Regions from separate parts of the Gossypium hirsutum genome. Here region 1 is linked to region 2. Evidence: chromatin contacts called from public Hi-C data. All regions are on one chromosome and are shown on one strand. The core of a region is the stretch at or near the end of the contact, and the rest is flanking DNA. Distances in the headings are between cores, read along the strand shown. Region 1 holds the start of LOC107892160 (mitochondrial import receptor subunit TOM20). Region 2 holds the start of LOC107892169 (uridine kinase-like protein 1, chloroplastic).

The links. A called contact is a pair of places that touch in the nucleus more often than the background predicts.
Region 1: a Hi-C map of leaf shows a contact between it and region 2, with 1.8 times the contacts expected there. The contact joins the promoter of LOC107892160 here to the promoter of LOC107892169 in region 2. A contact is called at or near these places in 2 of 34 Hi-C or Micro-C datasets (both in leaf).

Annotation. Positions count from the first base shown.
Region 1 is chrD09:12,301,661-12,306,229 of Gossypium_hirsutum_v2.1, forward strand. It overlaps LOC107892160 (mitochondrial import receptor subunit TOM20), which reads left to right and starts at 2,037. Exons shown (of 6, transcript XM_016817167.2): 1 at 2,037-2,355; 2 at 2,460-2,538; 3 at 2,641-2,810; 4 at 2,923-2,970; 5 at 3,624-3,722. The coding sequence starts at 2,260. It overlaps LOC107892161 (sulfite oxidase), which reads right to left and starts at 889. Exons shown (of 13, transcript XM_016817168.2): 1 at 738-889.
Region 2 is chrD09:12,092,718-12,097,600 of Gossypium_hirsutum_v2.1, forward strand. LOC107892169 (uridine kinase-like protein 1, chloroplastic) reads left to right here and starts at 1,613. Exons shown (of 14, transcript XM_016817177.2): 1 at 1,613-2,219; 2 at 2,423-2,514; 3 at 2,607-2,676; 4 at 2,774-2,892; 5 at 3,161-3,257; 6 at 3,913-3,992; 7 at 4,328-4,522; 8 at 4,844-4,883. The coding sequence starts at 2,075.

The DNA of each region.
Region 1 (4,569 bases), core at 787-3,286, 210 kb after region 2:
AGCTACCACGTGTTTCGGCAATGTCCTACAAGCATTGATGTTTGGAATAGTCTTAATATGACTTGAGTAACAGCACACACACAGATCAAAATACATGGACATGGCTCACATAGGTTTTTGGAAGGGGTACAAAGGAGCAGATCTGAATGTTCTGCTGCACCTTATGGGTTATTTGGGGCTCACGGAATCAGATGGTTCATGAGAGGAAAATCACTTCAGGAAGGGACCTTTCACACAAAATACAGAGCTACTTATTGGAACTTGAAGGAGTGCGTGAAAAAATGCTTACCTTTACGTCTGCTACAACTTAAGGACAGGGAGGGGAGTCATTGAGGGAGATAATATAGTTCGACGCAGCTTTTGATATTAGAAATTCCAGATCGACGTCAGGACTAGTAGTTCGGGATCAGAAAGGTATGATTAAAGCCTCAAAATCGATTCTTCATTCCAACGTCTTATCTCCGTTTGTTGTAGAGGCATGTGCATGTTTAGAAGCAATTAAGTTAGGCATCGAAATGGGTTTACGCTCAGTTACGATTATGGGGGATTCGAAAACAGTTATCAACAAATGCCAAATGACAGTTCGGGATAAATCGATTATTGGTACGATTATTAAAGATATCTAAAGTAGCAAATCTCACTTTCAAGAAATTGCCTTTAGGTTTATTCAAAGAACAAAGAATCTTCAAGCCCACAAACTAGCAAAGGATGCATTAAAGAAAGGGGAAGAGATGTACCTGGTAGGGGAGACGCTGAACTATAAAGAAACTAATCCAGAAGAAAGATAGCCACAAAACCCAAACTGAAGAAAGATGTTGAAGGTGAAATGAAACAACAAAGATAGCAAATAAAGATAGATTTTTTTGGAAGTTGCTATCCTCTGAACAGAACTGACGTTTTGACATGAAAAGTCAGAAATAATAATGGTGTCCAGGCTGTTTTGATTTGGCTGGGAAATGACTGTTGGTTTACTTTCTCTTATTTTCTTTAGTATTTATTTTCTGTTTATTTCCTTAGTTAAATTTCAGTGGGCTTCTCATTTAAGATAAAAAGTGTAGTCCATGTTTTAATTTTCTGTCCATTCCAGCATAATTGAACCCAATGTTTTTTGGGCTGTAGTATTGGTTTTTTCTATTCAAATAATAATACCCCAGTCAATTTATTCAAAAAAAAAACTTTATAAATTTTGTATGATTGTGTTAAACATTGTAAAATTTTTGTTTTTAATATATTTTGGGATTAATTTTAATTTTTTTAACTTGTTTCATAAATTATTTTTTAAATCAAAACTTTTTTGACTAATAAATAGTAAATTCCATTATGCTAAATTAATTTTTTTGTTGTAATTCATTATATGGATTTTTATTAATATAAAAATTCATAAATACTTATATTAAATATATATTTTTAAAAAATTTAAATTGTAAAACAAATTACAAAAAATTAAAGTTTATTATGTTATAATTTATGCTAATTATATTTTTATTTATAAGGATTTTTATGTTAATTAAATTTTATTATAATAAATATTGTTTTATAGGATTGAGTTTTTTTTTATTTGATGGAAAGAGAAAAGAAGACATGCCTTCGCCATATGAAATATGAATTAGTAAGTAAAAAAGTGATAGATTTTATAAACTCATTTTCATCTATGTTTAATATTAGAAATTGTATATATCATATACATAAAATAATTTAAGACTTTATTTTTATCAAATAAAATATTGAATTACAAAATATATAAAATAAATTTTAAGATGATTTAAATTTATTTATTATATAATAATAAAATTAAATTTATATAAAATTATAAAATAATTTAATATATTTTAATTTATATTTTTGGTGGTAAGAAAACTAATATTAATATATATTTAAGTCATTAATTCGAATATTTTATTTGGTCAAAACATTAATTCGAATATTAGTTGAAGCTTGACTGCCAAAATGTATTTATTCAGAGATTGTCCTTCCAAGAAAGCAAAGCCCAAGCCCAAGATTATCCTATATTTGCATACTAAGCCCATTTTAGAAAAGAGGCCGATATCCCTTAAATGTGAAAATACCCGAAAAACCCAGTTTATTTATTTATTTTCCATTTTTCTTTGACGGAAACTGAAAATTTGCGGCAGTTTCCACTAGGCCGCCATTGTGGTCGGAACTGAGAAGAAGCCATAGTCACTGTTTTCTCTAAGCTTATTACATAAGAAATATCGAACCCGATAAAAGAAGAAGAAGAAGAAGTTAGAACGAGCAGCCATGGAATCGTCGAGTGAGCTCGATAGGCTGCTCTTTTTCGAGCAAGCTCGTAAAATTTCCGAAGCTACTTATGCTTCCAATCCTCTCGATGGCGACGTTCGCTTCCTCCTTCTGTCGATCCGTTTTTGTCTTCTTCTTTTTTCTTTTTCCAATTAAAATTGATATTTGTCCAATTTTTAATTTATATTTATTGTTTGCAGAACTTAACAAGATGGGCTGGAGCTTTACTTGAGTTGTCTCAGTTTCAAAGCGTTCCAGATTCACAGAAAATGATTCAAGGTTCTCATAATTTATATGCACATAATAAATAATAAATTTAATTTCATTCATTTGTAATTCAAATATTAATTTTCTTGGTTACTAAAAATTAATTGTGAATAGATGCTATTTCGAAGCTAGAGGAGGCTTTGTCGATTAACCCTAAGAAGCATGATGCTTTATGGTGTTTGGGAAATGCTCAGACTTCTTTTGCATTTTTGACTAGCAAGGAAGATGAGGCCAGGCCTTACTTCGAAAAGGCAGCTCAATATTTCCAGCAAGCAGTTGATGAGGTTTTTCTGTAGTTTTGTTTGGCTAAAGTATCAATTACTGCATTTATGGATGGATCTATAGACTCATTGCTTGAATGCTCTTTTTTTTAACTTGGTAGCTTTGTATTTGTAGGATCCCAGCAATGAAATTTACCTGAAATCTTTGGAAATATCTGCTAAGGTAGGTCTTTCTCCATACTTGGTATGATTTATTCTTTAAATAATGCTTATATTTCATCTGATGTTTAACTTTCAATGGCCGAGTACAACATATAGTTACTTTTGGAAGTTTGAGATGGAGCATATTGATTCTATTTCATGACTGTTAGATAAAGTCCCTGTGTTGTCTTTAGATGTTAAATGCGGATTAGTTTGTAAACCTTGCAGAAGATTGCTCCACTCTTTGTATTTATCTTACTGGTTAACTTGCACATTCAGAATGTCTCTTGAAATGATTGCAATCATTCTTTTTTTTTTTTTGGCCAAATGCTGTGAAATTCAGATGCATATGGATATAGCTCGGTATTATATAGAAATATATGTAGTAATGGTAGTCTAGATTTTGTTTGCCTATATATCTTACACTGCTAAAATTCAGAATAAATAAAACTTGAGATTTGTGGTAATAGACGCATTCTAAGGGCATATAAACATGACTACCTTAGATCAAATTAATCGTACAGAACACATTTTCTGCCTTGTTTGAAGCCAATCAATTAAGAGGTTTCTTAAAGCCAAACTAGAGGGAGGTATTAAGTTAAGAATGTTCTATGCGCCATTTGTTCTTTGCAATCCTCCTTACCTTTGATTTTTTAATTCTTACTGTTACCTCAGGCTCCAGAGTTACACCAGGAAATCATTAAGCAAGGTTTAGGTCAACAGATGCTTGGTGCTGGACCCTCTAGTTCTACTTCTACCTCCAGCTCAGCAAAGGTAGTCCTTAGAGTTTCTTCCTTTTGCATTCCATTTCTTCTTATTTTCACTTTTCTTTTCCCTGCTTTTGACCTTATCATGTCTCTGTGGCTTACGTTGTCAAGTGCTGTTTAATTTATCATTGAGGCTTGCACGAGGCTTTGTAAAGGGTAAAGGTCACATAGTTATGTTTTAAGTCATTGGGTGATTGACGAGAAAGTCAAAATCGATTGCTTTCCCTTTATCATGATTCTTGGAATGACTTATGGTGATTGATAATTCTGCTCATCAACGGGAGACTGAAACCTTTCTGCTCATTGAAGAGAGAATGAAACCTTAGGACTCATTAAAAAGAGACCTGAATCTCTTTTAAGGTTTTTGATAGAAATTCTGCTTAGCATTTTATTATTTCATAGGTCCCTTCAACTTAGGACCAATTTTATTACATGAATAGGAAGCCTATTGTCCCTCAAAAAAAAATAGGAAACCTATTCTTAGAAGGAAGATAAAATCAACTGAAATAAAAGCATAATCATGAAAACTAAGGAAAGAAATAAATTCACAACCTAAGCCTTAGTTAGAGAATCGAAATTGAACTAATGTTCGTCTCTAAAATAGGTTCGGCCCAAACAGGTGGGATCAATAATCACAAGCTTATGCTATACTTTTTATTTTTCTTTAATTACCAGTGCATGTAAGTTTATAAGAGCCATTATTGACATTTGGGCTTTTGATTTTTTATTGGTAAAGGAAAACTTGAGCAAAGTGGTAATCAATTAATCACAGGATCAGAGTAGGTAGATACAAACGTGCTATGGAGGAAATGTTTGATACCAAGACACAAGAGATATTATTACAATGGCAAAAG
Region 2 (4,883 bases), core at 363-2,862:
TCGTGGAGTTATGCCAATGAACCTCTACCCGGTCAGTTTTAGCTCATACCCTTTCGGGCATCTTTAAGTTCGCCAAGCTGCCTTACAATGAAGTGGGTGACCCAGAAGATCATCTCACCAAATATAACAATCACATGGACATCCTTGGGGATTCAGATAAGGTCAAGTGTAGAGCCCTCTCCATGACTTTATCTGGAACTACTTGATAGTGGTACTTATCACTTTCTTAGGGGCCCATCGACAGCTTTGATCAGTTAGATGAGTTATTCATAAGTAGTTTTTTGTCTAACAATACCCCTCAACAATCCTCAACGTATCTTATGTTCATTCGGCAACACGAGGAAGAGCCTCTCCATGATTTTATTAAGAGATTTAACACAACAACGATGATCATAAAAGATGCATCTGATGATTTAGCCCTTTAGGCCTTCATGGTTGGGACTACACATCAATTTTTATGATTTCACATTATTAACAACCCACTAAGTAAATTATCTCAATTGTATGAGATGGTTCATTGTTTTACAGAAGAGGACCAGATGGATATTGATTGGGCCAAGTCTGTGACCCTGGCAGTCCATGCTACCAATTTCTCAAAGCTTTCTTCCCCTCTGTGACACTATCAACCTGCGCAGAGGACTCGTCCCCCAGTAGGTGACGGGCAATTTCATTAGTATAATTCACCGCAACAAGGTGATAGGTGGATAGTGAATACTATAAAAAGTCCTCACCACTTAGGACCTACTAGGGACAATCGACTAAGTTAGCACCATCGAGACCATGTCCTATATAATCACCATCATACATATCAACTTATTTGTTATCCAATTGTCATATTTGATTAGGTGGAATATCAGGGGGTTCTAGGCAAACCTCCAACCATGCCTTCTAACCTTCGACAAAAACGAGTCACCCTTTCATTACAAATCCCTCGACGAGTGGGGCTATAGCACAGAGCGTTGCGTCTAGTTAAAGGATGTCATTGAGGATGCCATTCGTAGGGGCCAACTAAAATAATATGTGGCTCGAGAAACTTATCCCCTGAATAAGACGCATAATCAGATAGCGGAACCTTCCGACAATCGGCATAAAGACAAAGGGAAACAACCAATCTGAGGTATTATTGATGTTTTGATTGGTGAAAATATAGAATAGGCCGCATCCAATTCCAAGCGGAAGGCACACTTGCAGAGCATTCTATCTGAGTCCACATTAATGAAGAAGCCAAGGTCTTAGTTAAAATCAACCACAAGAATTAAACTTATCTTTTAACCACACAAACATGCCTAATTGAAAACTAATTGAGAGCAAGGTTGAACTATATAATACTTATTCATAACACATATAAAAGGGATAAAATAACTTTAGTCCCCAAACTAAGTAATTTTTCTTACTTTTTGATTCATGAATTCTTTTTTGTCCTTGTTGATCCCAAATTTTGTAATTTTCCCCAATTTTATTCTTGAACTTTGATTCAGTGCACGACCTGATTTTTAAAAAGAAAGTAATTTTTCTCTGTATTTTTTAGATTTTATATAAAAAATTTATATGATAGTGTGATATTTTAATAAAGTATCATATTATCACACTTTAGTGGAATCCAAATTTAAGAATCAAATTAGCAAAAGCTGTCAAGTTCCAAAATTAACAAGGATGAAAGGGCTGAAATCGAAAAAGTTTACCAAATTCAATGCCTAAGTACTGCTTTATCCCATAAAAATATACCAATGAAGAAGATGATCTCAAAACAAAAGAATAGGCGTACCTACACGCAAGCATATTCCTCTGAGTAATCTGATTCTTTCCGCTACATTATCTATACTATAAACCAAACCAAAATAATAATTTACACATAAAAAAAGTTTCCTCTTCGTCTTTTAATATATTAAAATAAAACATTTAAAGTCGTTAAAAAATTCAAGCTTTTTGAGCGAGAGGGAAATGAATCGTAGCCTCCTCACATAAAATTACATCCATATCTATATATACAGTCTCTGTTGTGTTGAAATTTCAACTCTTCTTTTTTAAAGTTTCGAATTTAAAAAAAGAATAAAAGAAAAAAAAAATCTCAACAATGCCGGAGGAGACGAATTCCATAGACTACATTATGGAGAAGGCATCGGGGCCTCACTTCTCCGGCCTCCGTAGTCCTACCGCCGCCTCTGTCTCTTCCTCCGCTTTCGCCGACGCCAACGCTCCTCGTCAGCCCTTCGTCATCGGTATTCCCTTCCCCCACTTCACTCTTCTCTTCAAAACAAACTAATCGCTTTCCGATAACCAACTGAAATCTGAATAGCTACTGCTTGTCTCTAATTTGGCTTTTATTTCTTAAAATTAAATAAAAAGAGAAGCCTTCTTTTATTATTTATTTATAAAAAATGGAAAATTTTGATCTCTATTTATTCCTTGAGTGATTAAGCAGGTGTTTCTGGAGGTACAGCTTCAGGTAAAACGACAGTCTGTGACATGATCATCCAACAGCTCCACGATCACCGCGTTGTTCTTGTCAATCAGGTTCAAATTCAAGTTAATTTATTTGATTATGAACTGTATTTTATTACACTGTTAGTTTATATTTTCTTTCTTCTTTTTTTCTTATGATGTAGGATTCGTTTTATCGTGGTTTAAATACTGAAGAGTTAAAACGCGTGCACGAGTATAATTTTGATCACCCTGGTAAACTAGTTGGATTTTGTTTGCTGAATTTGATGCCTTTTGTTATAGTAGATGGTATTTTCTTGACTGTGCTTCATTTGATTTTTTGCTTGTGTAGATGCTTTTGATACTGAGCAGCTTCTGGAATGTGTTGAGAAGCTTAAAAGTGGGCAATCTGTTCAGGTCCCGATCTATGATTTTAAGCAACATCGTCGTTCTTCGGATAGTTTCCGACAGGTAGTTAGTTTGTTCCTTGTTAAATTACGTTTAATGATGCTGGAGCAAGCTAATTGTACTACTCAAAAGAACTTGGAATGGTTGTTTTGGATGTTTGTTTCTACTTTAGATGAAATGCTTGCTTGCACTTGCATTTTACTTTTCTTTCTCCTTTTAGACTTTTAGTTATTAAATTCTTCGTCGCATTGCAAAATATCCAAATATGTAGGTGATAATTCAATAAGTTGGCTGCTTATCTGGATTTGCATGGTGTTTAATCTATTTTCAGGTTAATGCTTCTGATGTCATAATTTTGGAAGGAATTCTTGTTTTCCATGACCAGCGTGTCAGGAACCTTATGAATATGAAGATTTTTGTTGATACAGGTTTGACCTCTTTTACGAAGATACTTATTGTCGCAGCATCCTAAAATGATTGCCATAGAAATGTCTATTTGTATGATTTAGTGAAGATGCTAGATTCGTTTTCTTTACTTAAGACTTATTATCATGCATAATTATCGAGGTTAATCAACCCATAACCATTGTCAACCACTCAAAAAAAAAAAAAAGAAGAAAGAATGAAAGTATATGAACTAATAGAAACTGGATTAAATTTAAATGTTCACCAAGAAAAATCTGGTTGATATCTGAGCTGATATGGAAACTAGTGTATAAAACTGTGCTTAAAGTCAACTAGTGTATTAATTGAGTAATTGTTGTCTACGAACTGTTTTAAATTGTAAATAGCCAGTGGCCTGCGAGCCAATAGAAGAGGAACGTTGGTTTAGCAATGGTTTTTATTTCCAAAAGTGGACCCAATCAATTCATGGAAGTTTTAAATTTGGGTTCTTAGATCCCCAGGATTGTCACCGAAAAATTACTCTAAGAACACTATCTCCTCACCTAGTTGAACGTGTGTATGTCTGTTTCTTTGCTTGATGAATGGCGCATCTGTTCTTTTTTCCCTGTGACCATGTTTCTTCTTTCTTGCTCTCATGGGTTCTTACAGTTCTCGGTTTTATTTGGCAATTTATTATAGATGCTGATGTGAGGCTTGCTCGTAGAATAAGACGAGATACAGTTGAGAGGGGTAGGGATGTAAACTCTGTTCTTGAACAAGTAAGCCTATGTATACGATATTTTTCTTTGTAATTTAATACCTGAAATTATTCCTGAACAAGCACAAATCCTCGGGTGGAATTTATACTTTCCGTGATATGCAGCTTGTTTAATTTTACTTGTCCGGTAGTTGGTGTCATGGTGTATGTGTGTACCAGTTGTAGTCGGACATTGGAGTGAATATCTGGAAGAATAACAGGCTTTTGGAACAGGATACACCCTCATTCTCATATGTCCCACTAAGACACTTATGGAAAGCTTTTCGAACAATGTGCCTCACATTTAAGTATTCAACATTTCAATAATTACATTGCAATGTTCTGTTATTTATGCAGTACGCGAAGTTTGTCAAGCCTGCATTTGATGATTTTGTTCTGCCATCAAAGAAATATGCTGATGTCATCATCCCCCGAGGAGGTGATAATCATGTTGCGATTGATTTGATTGTGCAACATATCCGCACTAAGCTTGGTGAGCATGACCTCTGCAAAATATATCCCAATGTGTATGTAATCCAGTCAACATTTCAGGTATATCTCATGTTTTATCTCTATCCTATTTCTTTTATAACTTGTTTGATCTTGTAGAGTAACACATTTATGGTATCAGCATTGCTCACTGCTAGCAAGCATAGAACTGTTCCTCTGTGCTATATTCATGTGCAGCTCTTTCATGTGCCATTTACCCTAGAATGTTCTGGTAAATCATCAGTGTGCCATGGTGAGAGAAATTTGCCACACTTATTGTAGTTAGAGCTTCATGATTGGCGAAAATGATGGCACTTTTATACTTGAAGTGTGTGGTCCTTTATTTTTACTTTAATTATTTCATATTTAAGACTTATTGTGCAGATTAGAGGAATGCATACTTTGATTAGAGACAGGGATATTT